2 separate regions of the Callithrix jacchus genome follow, and region 1 is linked to region 2. The links are chromatin contacts, called in public Hi-C maps. All regions are on one chromosome and are shown on one strand. Each heading gives the region's core, a stretch centred on a gene start, on an enhancer-like site or on the middle of the called end of the contact. The rest is flanking DNA. Distances are from core to core; before and after follow the strand shown.

The links. Hi-C and Micro-C count contacts between places; a contact is called where the count stands out from the background.
Region 1: a contact with region 2 is called in a Hi-C map of induced pluripotent stem cells, with 2.9 times the contacts expected there. The contact joins the enhancer-like site here to the promoter of MAP3K9 in region 2. A contact is called at or near these places in 2 of 3 Hi-C or Micro-C datasets (induced pluripotent stem cells and skeletal muscle).

Annotation. Positions count from the first base shown.
Region 1 is chr8:105,899,185-105,905,488 of calJac240_pri, reverse strand. All of the region lies in intron 5 of PCNX1 (pecanex 1), which reads right to left. Among named protein-coding and RNA genes, the nearest start is that of PCNX1, 59 kb to the right of the region's middle. Within about 2 kb of position 3,003, at least 3 of the 16 cell types and tissues checked have an H3K27ac peak or open chromatin away from gene starts, as enhancers often do. A contact at or near this core is called in skeletal muscle, where this site is marked.
Region 2 is chr8:105,733,820-105,740,114 of calJac240_pri, reverse strand. MAP3K9 (mitogen-activated protein kinase kinase kinase 9) reads left to right here and starts at 1,625. Exons shown (of 11, transcript XM_078335274.1): 1 at 1,625-2,390. The coding sequence starts at 1,982.

The sequences.
Region 1 (6,304 bases), core at 1,754-4,253, 160 kb before region 2:
AGTATACCATAAAATTGTAGCTTATAAATGTCCAATCATACTCTTTCTTACATTTTAAAGTTTTCAAGATAAGTAAAACCCATGTTCTTTATTATTTTACTACCACAGCTGCTACTGTAGTTGGGTTCTTATACCTTCTAAATATCAAAATTTAAAAGTTAGCTTTGTACTTTTTGTAGTACTAAATCATAGTTATTTTTTAAAAACTCTGTATCTCGAATAAGCAATTATGGGTTGGTGTGATATTCACACATTTCAAGGATATGAATTTTACAGAAAACTTAACGACTCTGAGCAAGTAACTGAAAATCCCTAAATCTAAGATAACAAAAGATTTTTTTAAATGCTAATGATCAAAACCAACTTCCTTCTGGGAAATTAATAAAACAGAAATGAAAGTATTTCATTTTAAAAGACACAGCCAAACTTACTTTAATACATGCACTTTTTTTCTATACTGCTAAACAAATATACCATAAAAGGTTTAATTTTGTCAGAAAGAATTTAGGTAGTTTCAGGAAATTTTCAAGTAAATACATTTTTTCTTACTGTTACCCATATGAAAAAAGATTATATCAAAGTTTAAGAGGCCCAAATCAACACAAAGAGATACTATTTTTCATTAACTCAAACTTTTTTTTGTTTTTCGTAATTGTTATTAGTGGCATTTAGAATAAGAAAGGCATACTGCTCATAGTGGTACCAACTGGTATAACCTTCTGTAAAGCAATCTGGCAATAAGGCCAAGAAACTTGAAAAGGTATTCTTACCTTCAAGGTAGGAAACTTGCTAAAAGACAAGAGTCAAATATGTGTACAAGGTTTTTAGCACAAAATTGTTTATGTCACATTATTATAAAAGTTCTTAAAGAACAGAAGTATAACAATGTCCTATAAATAATGGCTAAATAAGTTATGAAGTTTACTAATAATTTCATACAAGTACTAAAAACATTTTCAAAGACTATGTAATAACATGAGAAAATACTTAAGTGAAAAAGGTGGCACTATATAAAAAGTATAATTCCAGTTCTGTAAGTTTAAACGAATGCTAATGGCATATATGTGTATATTTTTATAAATGTAAAAAGTGATATGCCACAGATAGTCATAAGAAGAAACAACATCCTAATACATGCCAGAATAAGGTAAGTGAAAGAAGCCAGGCACATTAAAAAAACACATATGATTGCATTTATAGGAAATGTCCAGAATAGGCAAATTTATAGAAACAGAAAGTAAACTAGAGGTTGTCAGGAGCTGCTTGAAGAAGAAATGGGGAGTGTAATAGGTGCAGATTTCTTTCTGGGGTCATGAAAATGCTCTTGATTTAGACTGTGGTGATGGATGCACAATATTCTAAAAACCACTGAACTATATAAAAATAAAAAAATATGCCAAGAAAAATTAGTTTCTCAGTGGCAGAAGTGTAAATCACACTTTCTCTCTTCTGATCTCCCTCATCAATTGATTATGGATAGTAATCAATTATAGAAACATGCTGTTATTTCTCTTAAAACATCTTACAAAATCAAAATCCCTCCTTATCTTTACTTCCCCTGCTCACTATCACCTTTAAAAAATTCACGAAAAAAGTGGTCTATATTCACTTTGATTATTCTCCTCAAATTCTCTCTTTGGATTCCAGTTTAACTCCCCTAAGACTCTGTTTATCAAGGTCACCACCATCCTCTACCTTGTTCAATCCAATGGTCAAGTCTCAGTCTTTGTGTCACCTGACCTGTCAGCAGCACTTGACAAAGCTGGTCAATCCGTTCTCCTTGAATACAGGCATATAACAGTCTTGGTTTTCCTTTGATCTCACCAGTTGTTCCTACTCAGTCTCCTGGACTTCTTAAACTAAAGAGGCTCAGAATTCAGATCTTAAAACTTTTTACTTTGTCTTGCTGTCATTCAGGCTGGAGCACAGTAGTGCAATAATAGCTCACTGCAGCCTTGCTCTCCCAGGCTCAAGCAATCTTCCTGCCTCAGCCTCACAAGTAGCCGGGCCACAGGTGTATGCCACCACACCCAGATAATTTTTTGTATTTTTCTTAGAGACAAGGTTTCACCATGTTGCCCAGGCTGGTATTAAACTCCTGGTCTCAAGCAATCCTCCCACCTTGGCCTCTTAAAGTGCTAGTATTACAGGTGTAAGCCACCACACCTGGCTAGAACTTTTCATTTTTCTACCTATACTCCCTCTTTGTAAATCTCCTCCAGTTTTCTATCCCCCTGACAAACTAAAATTCAGAAATATTTGTAACTAGTTCCTCCGTTTTCTACCCAGTCCTCATACTCATATGGGGATGGTCTGAAGTTCTGATCTTGGATAGGGAAGACAAGAGTGAGAGGTAAGGAAACTAGATTATCTTAGAAGTGAAAAAGTTGAGGATACACCCCAATATCCTGTTTTCTCCCAGTCATCCTGAATGATGTGACAAAATGCCAACTAATCAACTATTAACAAACTAACTAAAAATCATTGTCCTGTAAATCCTGTAAATCCAAACCAGAGGAGAATGGCAAGAGTCCCAAATGATATTTAAGCCAGTATGAACATTTGCCACTAGGTGGCGCCAAACCCTAGCCAGGAAAAGGGATTTGAATCAAGAAGTCAGGCCACATAAACCCCAAGCAGCTAACCAGAAGGCTTGCCCTGATAGTTTATCAACTTCATAATACCCAACCCCTTAACTGACATGACTGATTTTGTTGACTGAGGAGGAGCAGATTTAAGATGGAGTGTAGTGGTGCAAACATGGCTCACTGCAGCCTGGATCTCCCAGGCTCAAGCAATCTTCCTGCCTCAGCCTCACAAGTAGCTGGGCCACATGTATGCCACCTGTGTTGTTGTTATTTATTCACTGACAACTACTGAATCTCAAACCCCCAACCTCTTACCTGAAATCTGGACCTCTCTATCTGCTCATTGCTGCGTACAGCACTGATATGCCTTGAACTGAACCCCCCACGCTCTCTCCACCTCGAATCTACTTCTTAGTCTTCCTCCTTTCAGTTAGCGGGGCCTTGTCCTCCCTAATGCTTAACTCAAAAGCCTTTAAGTCATCCATGACCAATACTTCTCTCACAGAGTATATCCAAATCCATAACCTATCTTCTTAGTATCTTCTATACAGTCAAACTACTTCTCATTACTCTGATCTGTGCTCTGGATTGCTGCACTAATCTGCTAAGTGAGCTCTCTGCTTCAACTTTTGCCCCTTTTAATATAGTCCTCAAAATAGATGCCAGAGTGATTCCAATGAAATGAAATACAATCCTTTAGCAGTTCCTTATCTCACTCTGAATTAAAATGCACCTTTAAAATGGCTTACAAAACTCCATACGGTTTGGCCCTTCACTTACTTTGAGCCAGCCACAATATTTCTCAAACCTGACAGGCACACTCGTGGTGTAGGGCTTTGTCCTTGCTGTTTCCTCTGTGTGGAGGAGGGCCCTCCCCTCAGATATCCTGAGCGCTCACTCCTTCTTCAGGTCTTAGCTCTCAGAAAGGTTTGCCTTCAACTACTCTACTTAAAATTAAAATTTCCCCAGTCCCCACCAATCCCTATCTTCTGTCTCTACTTACTACATATATGTTGATTTATACCAGTATGATTCCATATTAATAGTATGGAAGCCACATGAGGGTGGAACATTTTGTCCTTTTATTCACTGATTTATTTCCAGTACTTAAAAGAGTGCCAAGAGTACTCGACAATATTTGTTAAATGTTAAACATATGGAAAAATGTTACATGATAAAAGCAAGTTTTAAAACTAAATGAAAGTATTATAAATTTTAAAAAGCATAATTCAAAACTAGATTTGAATTACAGGACTGCCACTCTGTAGCTGTATGACTTTGAACAAGTTTCTTATAGCTTCTCTCTAAGCAATAACATGCTCATCTGTAAAGTGAGAATAATAACAGTACCAACTTCAAATGTTTATAGTGAAGAATAACTGGATGAATGCACATAAAATGCTTAGAAGAGGACTTAAACCAAGGGTTGACAAACTTAAGGCCAATGAAGCCAAATCCAGCCCTCAAACTTGTTTTTGTAAACCAAATTTTAGGAGAGCACAGCCATGCCCACTATTTTTGTATTGTTTATGACTTTTTTCACTTTACAATAGCAGAGTTGAGCAGCTGAGTAGCAAGAGAAACCACATGTCCTACACCAAGCTATTTGGTCCTTTACAGAAAAGTATCCTGACCCCAAACTTGGCCAACAGTAAGCACCCAGTGAATGGTAGACATCATTGTCTATGTTAATGCATAGCTGCAAGGGTAGATTTGTGTGTATATAATTCCCAACCTGCCAGACTATAAAAATCTTATTTACATATGGTACTTTCCAGATTATAAAATAAGACATAGAATCCCTAAACACAAGGGCACCAACCCCTCTAAGGTTATTATCTAGTTGTTGAGACACTGTGATGGTCTCATATTGTAGAAACGGATATTGGTATTCTCAAAGAAATTGATACTGATTGCTTGAGAGAGAGAGAGAGAGAGAGAGAGAGAGAGAGAGAGAGAGAGAGAGAAAGGGTCTCCCTCTGTTGCCCAGGCTGGAGTGCAGTGGCACTATCACATGCAGTGGCACTATCACAGCTTAGTGCTACCTCAACATCCTGGACTCATGTAATCCTCTCACCTCTCAGCCTCCCACACAGCTGAGACTATAGGCACACACCATCATGCCTGGATAATGTTTTTTATTATTTTTTGTGGAGATAGGCATCTTACTATGTTACCCATGCTGGATGTTTTTAAAAGTTTCCATAACACAAAGTACATTACATACATACGTACACACATACATTTATTTATTATTTATTTATTTATTTGAGACAGAGTCTCACTCTGTTCAGGAAGAACTGTAGTCACGCAATCTCGGCTCACTACGACCTACGCCTCCCAGGTTCAAGTGATTCTCATGTCTCAACTCCTGAGTAGCCAGGATTACAGGCGTGGATCACCACCCTGGATAATTTTTGTGTTTTTAGGAGAGAAAAGGTTTCACCATGTTGCCAGGCTGGTCTCATCTGGCCTCAAGTGATCCACCCACCTCAGTCTCCCAAAGTACTGGGATTACAGGCATGAGCCACTGTGCCCAGCCCACACAGTACATTTAAAGGTCTCTTCAGTTTTAGGAATGGGGTATAGGGTTAAATAGGGCAGTCCACAGAAGCAAGGAAAGAATGACAGGGTACTGTAATTCCAAAGAAGCAGAGAGTTACAATAATAAACTTAAAATTCCAACTAACAGTAACAAAATATGCTTGTAAGAAATGAACTTGGGTAAAATATTAATGGGCAAATGTCCCAATTTAGTTATCTGTTTGTAGCCTCATAAACAAGTTTCATAATTAAAAATAAAAAATTTGTCAGCCTGTCTGCCCACCAAACATCACCTATAGGTTAATGAAAATAACAGGGTTATAACAGGGTGGCAATAGTGAGACAGGTTTCTAATCTATTTCTGGCTCGTTAATTATAGAACCTTGGATAATCTCCATTCGAAAATGAGGATGACATATCTGTTGCTGTATTTTTGAAAATTAGAAATCAAACATGAAAATGTGGTAGTTAAAATCAATCAGTAAAATTCAAAATATGATTTACAACGGAGTTGAAGAAGAAAAAAAAAATCACAAATAGCCAAAATTTCTATTAACAATCTACAACATCCATGCTGGTAACAGATGCACAGTTTCTCAGTAAGTCCAACAGCAAGTTATTTCTCTATGATATGGTTTAGGTATTGGTCTCCCTCCAAATTTCATGTTGATCCTCAGTGTTAGACATGGGACCTGGTGGGAGAGGTTTGAGTCACAAAGGTGGATCCTTAATGAATGGCTTGGTGCCATCTCTGCAGTAAGGAGTGAATTCTCAGTCTGTTAGTTCACACAAGAGCTGGCTGTTAAAGAGAGCATATATGGCACCCCTCTCCTCTCTCTCTCTTTCTCTTTCACCATGTGACGCACCAGTTCCTCTTCCCTTTCCATCATGATTGGAAGCTTCCTGAGGTTCTCACCAGAAGCAGATGCTGGCACCATGCTTCTTGTACAGCCTGAACCATGAGCCAATTATACCTCCTTTCTTTATAAGTCACCCAGTCTGAGGTATTTCTTTATAGCAATGCACATGGACTAAGACACTATGTCAAAACTTATTACTGTTTTTGCAGTTGGCAAGAGATGAAGCAGCTGGCATTTAGAGATCATACTGCATGGAAAATAATAGTTTCACATACTAGGTTATCCCTAAGCTGGGCTAGTTGGTCTGACCAA
Region 2 (6,295 bases), core at 376-2,875:
GAGGCGGGTGGATCACTTGAGCCCAGAGTTCAAGACAAGCCTGGGCAACAGTGAGACCCTGTCTCTACAAAAAAATAAACAAAATTAGCCAGGTGTGGTGGCACGTGTCTGTACTCCCAGCTACTAGGGAGGGTGAGGTAGGAGGATCACTTGAGCCTGGGATGATGAGGCTGCAGTGAGCCGAGATTGCGCCACTGCATTCCAGCCTGGGCAACAAAGTGAGACCCTGTCTTAAAAAGAAAAAAGAAACAAAGCAGTATCAGAGAACCTAACTGGAAGTCAACGTTGGTATGATAGGATTAAAGCAAGAAGAAACATTATGGACCTCCTATCTCTTTCTTAATGTTCAAAACACGGGGTATAGCAAAGGCACATAGGAAGAGGTCGTTCTCACTCATGAACTCATCATCGGCTTCTGCGTTTATTTTGCTTTGGTTCTTCTTAATCTGACCTCTACAGATTTCACCACGATCCAAGATGTAATTCCACCAGGCAAAAGAAGCCTAAGGAGCCAGGTGCGGTGGATCATGCCTGTAATCCTAGCACTTTGGGAGGCCTAGGTGGGTGGATCGCCTGAGGTCAGGAGTTCAAGACCAGCCTGGCCAACATGGTGAAACCCCGTCTTTACAAAATAAATAAATAAATAAATAAATAAGAAGCCTAAGGATTGCCGAAAAGTTGGCTCCCTTCAGACAGACCAAGCCCAATTCATGGCATCGTTCCCAGCCCCAGTTTGAAACCCAGTAAGGTGGTCTCCTCTCTTTCTGAATTCTAAAAAAAGAGTGGCATTGGATCTCTTCCTATAGGAATCCAGGAGAGGGCGAGCTGTGGTGCAGTCTTCATAAAGGGAAGAACTTTCAGACTCACAAAAAAAAAAAAAAAGGGAGGGGGAAGAACTGTAGTGTTCAGAGTTCTTCTAATGAACATCCCACTGGGCCTAAAAGGAGATGAAAGGTTCCGGGCGAGAGTGGCCCTCTAGGTTGGACTAGGGCAGAGCCAGATCCATGAGAGGGGAGAATCCAACTAACTGTAAAAGGGATCTGGGGAAGGAAGAGCTCTGTTGGGTGTGCAGCCCAGCTCGCTTTCCCTGTGCCTACTTTCAGAAGCCCCTTTAGGATGGAGAATACCGGTGCTGCCCAGTGCAGCCCCTACCCATCCATCACAAACAAAGGCAGCGGCCTCCTTTCCAGCCTTTTTAGTCGGAATGAAGGCTCAGTATTACCTTTTAGGATCCACCCTTCCCTCCTCACGCACCCAATGAGGCCGGAGCCTCTTCCTGCCGGGAGGTGCTGAACTCTCCCAGGAAACGGACAGGTGCCGCGGGCCAATGGTGGGAGCTGCGGCGGGCCAGTGGGCAGGAGGAGTGGGTCGACCTGGGTTTGGGAATGAGAGAGCCCGCAAAGGGGGCGGGCACGGTGCGGCGGCGGCGGCGCAGGGAGTGAGAGGGACCTGCGAGGCTGCCCCAACCACTGCGGAGGAACCGGGGACGGGGTTGCCGCAGCCAATAGGAAGGCGGCGGGCGCGGGGCGGGGCAGGCGCGGGGCGGGCCCCCTTCGGGTCCGCAGGGCTTGGGCGGAGCCAGGCCCGCGTCAGGTGGTCCCGGCGAGCGGGCGGCGCGGGGGGCGGGGCGCGGCGCAGCGCGGCTCCGAGTGAAGAGCGGCGGCCGGCGGGCGGCGGTGGGCACCGGCTGCGCGAGCAGGTACCGGCGGCGGAGGTGGCGAGGCCGCCCCCCGGGGGCGAGCGGGCAGTGGGGGACTCGGCCCGCCGCGCCCCTGGGCTGCGCGGGGCGCTCGGGCTCGGCGCTCTCCTCGAACCGCTGCCACAGCCCCGGCGAGCCGGCTGTCCTAGCCCGGCTAGCTCGGGCCCTACCTGCGGCCGCCGTCGGGGGGGTTCCTCCCAGCTCTGCGGAGGCGCATGAACAATAGGCGGCGGCGGCTCCTGCGGGCGGCGGCGGCCCCGCACCCTATGGATCGGCCGCTCCATGGAGCCCTCCAGAGCGCTTCTCGGCTGCCTGACGAGCGCCGCCGCTGCCGCCCCGCCGGGGGAGGATGGAGCCGGGGCCGGGGCCGAGGAGGAGGAGGAGGAGGAGGAGGAGGCGGCGGCGGCAGCGGCGGGCCCCGGGGAGATGGGCTGCGACGCGCCGCTGCCCTACTGGACTGCCGTGTTCGAGTACGAGGCGGCGGGCGAGGACGAGCTGACCCTGAGGCTGGGCGACGTGGTGGAGGTGCTGTCCAAGGACTCGCAGGTGTCCGGCGACGAGGGATGGTGGACCGGGCAGCTGAACCAGCGGGTGGGCATCTTCCCCAGCAACTACGTGACCCCGCGCAGCGCCTTCTCCAGCCGCTGCCAGCCCGGTGGCGAGGACCCCAGTTGCTACCCGCCCATTCAGTGTAAGGCGAAGGCGGGGCCCGGGAGCCGGGCGGGGAGGGGGAATGACGGAGGCCGGGGGCGGGGTGGGGGGGGCGCTGTCTGGCAGGAGGGGAGCCCTCCGCGAGGGCTAGAATTGGGGTGGGTAGAGGCACGATTGACCCGGGTGTGGGTGGCGCCAGCGCTCGGGCAGCTCGGGCTTCGCTTGGTGCACTCGAGACGCCTCAGGGCCTGCCCACTCCTCAGGCACTTGGGCTTCTTCACCTTAATTTGGCACCGCAGCATTGGCTCTCGATTTCCACTTTCTGAAGTCCCAGCCCGAGAATCTGTCTGTTTCCCAGTCCCTTCTTCTGTTACCTCCCCCCCTCCCCCCCACCCCCATTCCCAATCTGTAAGTGTTCCCGGCGAGCTAGTGGTTAGGGTCCTAGCCTTGGTCGCCAAATCTGGGACCTTGCCACCACCTCTTCTAATGCCTGTCCCCGCCCCTTAAAGGCATTTGCTTTTAAAGAGATGGGGGTGTCTCCTGCAGGGCTGGGCCGACTCACCAGTCCCGGAAGCCTGTGTGAACTCAAGGCTCAAGTGCCTGTAAAATGTCGGGTTGATTTCTTGGACCCTAATCCTTGTATCTCAGAAGTTGTACCTTTAGGAGTCTCACTGATTTAATGTGCTGAGGGATGTGTGTGTCTGGAGTGGGGGTGGGACAAGTGATGATCAGAGAGGGAAAAGTATGTAGTTCCCCCATGGGAGATCAGGATTGCAAGGTACAGTGGCAGTATCCCAGACCCTTGACAGTGAGGCTGTTCGGGAAATACATTTTCTCCTTTCTTCTCACCCTAGATCCTTGCCCTTATTTGGAACTGGTCAAATCTCAGGGGGACCATGCTCAGGGGTCTCTCCCAGGGCCTTTCTTCCAGTGTCCTGATTTCCGTCAATTTTCCAGGAGCCCCGTATTTCATACCCTGTAATCAGATCTGTTTTTATAAGGGAGTTAAGTTGTCATTAGAATCCCTTAATCATACTAGGTTGTTTCAGAAAAAAACATGTAAATATCTCTTTAGTGCAGTTTACACTATTTTGTATTTGAGAGTTTCCATAATCTCTTATCTTTTAAAAAGGTATTGTTAATACATATTAATTACTGTTTATTCCTTATTTTGTATACTTTCATCTTAGTTGATTTTTTAAAATGTCATTAGCAAGGACCAACTTTAAATATGTAGTTTTAAAATTTCCTTTGTAACAATTACGTTTCTGGCCCTATTTTTTACCTCACAGTTGTGTTTCTTTATCTTAAGATGTGTGCGTTTTTCTTTTTTTTGAGATGGAGTCTCGCTCTGTCACCCAGGCTGGAGTGCAGTGACGCAATCTCAGCTCACTGCAACCCCTGCCTCCCAGGTTCAAGCAATTCTCCTGCCTCAGCCTCCTGAGTAGCTGCGATTACAGGCAGCTGCCACCATGTCCAGCTAATTTTTGTATTTTTAGTAGAGATGGGGTGCACCATGTTGGCCAGGCTGATCATGAACTCCTGACCTCAAGTGATCCACAAGCCTCAGCCTCCTAAAGTGTTGGATTACAGGCATGAGCCAAAGTGTCTGGCCTATCTTAAGATTTTTTTTTTTTAAACTAGCATGTAATATCAAAATCATAGCCTCTTCACTTGTTTTTCAGCTGTTCTTTTTCTGTCGGTGTTTTGACTATCAAATTGATGTTCAAATCTTTACGTTCCCCTCTCCCTCATTCAGTTGAAAACTTCATATTTCTTCATGTTGATCTTTAACATGCCTAGAGGTAGCAAATTACTTTAAGTTGTTTCCGGGCACTACATCTTTTTGGCACGAGTTTGGTAGGCTGAAGGCTAAGCATCCTGGCATAGTGTTTTGAAATAGTGTTGAAAATGAACTTGGTTATATATTGGAAGAAATATGAATAGCCTGGCATATTAGAAAACATAGTGTCATTTTAAACATAAGTCAGATTTTGATTCTGTGGGTGTAGTTTTGTGATTTTGTTTTCTGGGACAGCTAATGTCAGAGTAGAAGAGCTAGGTGAGGTTCATGATCAGGAACTCAGTTTCTTTAATATCTTGTGCTCTGGGTACCAGAGCAGTCAGGAGTGAGTATGACTTAGGCTGAAAAACTGTCCACAGAGCCACACATGGCAACAGTGTGATACTTCTTCATTAGGTGGCCAGGACTTATCTTCATTGTCATACAGGTTACCTTGGAAAGAGTGGATTCCTAAATCTGGAACCCAAATGTTGAGAAAGTAGGAAATAACTTGTTCTAATGGTAAGAATTGACTTGAAGAATATGGTATTTGAAAGACCTGGTATGCTCTTTTATTTGGCCTCGCTAGGAGTTCTGATTTTGACTGTAATTAATTTCTGATAATTCCGAAAATTTAATTTCAGTCAAAAACTAATTATTGAGTACCTAGTGAATGATAGATACTGTATACTATGTTAAACACCAGGACATAAAGAAGTGATAAGATGAGGAGGTGCTTATAAGATAGGTGAGGGAGATTAATGATGTAAATATAAAACTTCAGTGCAGTGCCTTGGTGAAGATGCAGTGCCTTGGTGAAGATGCAGTGCCTTGGTGAAGATGCAGTGCCTTGGTTCATCAGAAGATGAACATGGGCTGTTACTGATTGGTGCTTCTCTCTCATCTGTGTGCTCTACCAGATCAGTTTGTGTCACTCAGAAAGTGAAGATAATTGACAAACCCTGTCTCCAAAGACTTAGAATGAAATTGAGCCACTGACACCTCATCCCCAGAGTTACCCTTTTGAACTTCCCCTCTGAGCATGTGTTGTGACATTACATTCTGGACCATGAGTAGAAGACATTAAGTCAAGTAATAGTGTTCAGCTTTAGTTTCATATTATTGCTTCTTAAAGTGAGAATTTACCTTCAAACTTCATTTGAAAACTTTTTTTTTTTTTAATTTTGAGAGACAGGGTCTTACTCTGTTGCCCAGGCTGAATTGCAGCTGCGTGATCAAAGCTCACTGCAACCTCAAACTCCTGGGCTCAAGAGATCCTCCCACCTCAGCCTCCCAAAGAAGCTGAGACCAGAGGCCCAGCCAATTATTTTTATTCATTTATATTTTATAGAGATGAGGTCTTGCTTTGTTGCCCAGTCTGGTTTTGAACTCTTGGCTTCAGTCAGTCCTCCCACCTCAGCCTCCCAAAGTATTGGGATTACAGGCATAAGCCACTATGCCTGGCCTCAAACTATTCAAAACAGAAGGGGAAATTACCAAATATCATGACAAAGAAAAGATATAAAAATGATACTATAAATCATTTTATATTCATATAGTGCTTTAATCTCCTCCATTGTAGGTACCTGTTAGAGTTTAACTGTCTATGAATGACAACTATAAATAACCCAGGAGCTCACCCATGTTCTTTATTATAGTGAAAGATGAAAAATGTACAGTTCCAAACTCATTGTCTTGGGAGATATAATCTTAGGTATTATATGAAAGTTTCTCTTACAAGAGAGTTGTTTCTGTTTTCACACAGGGTATACATTAAGGTTATTAGTTTTAACTTTTTATTATCTACATCCACTAGAAATAGGAGGACATATTTTCAGATGCACTTAAGATTTTCGAGTGAAGTGTATGCCATTCACTTACTCAAAACCCACCAAAATGTGCCTAAACATTCAGTTTCCAAGCATATGATTGAGAGGGAATAACATTTTGACTTTAAAAATGGAAGGAATAGGCTGGGCACGGTGGCTCATACCTTTGATCTCAGCACTTTGGGAGGCTGAGGTGGGCAGATGATGAGGTTAGGAGTTTGAGATCAGCCTAACATGGTGAAATCCTGTCTCTACTAAAAATATAAAAACTAGCTGGGCATGGTGGTACATACCTGTAATCCCAGCTATTCAGGGGGCTGAGGCAGGAGAATC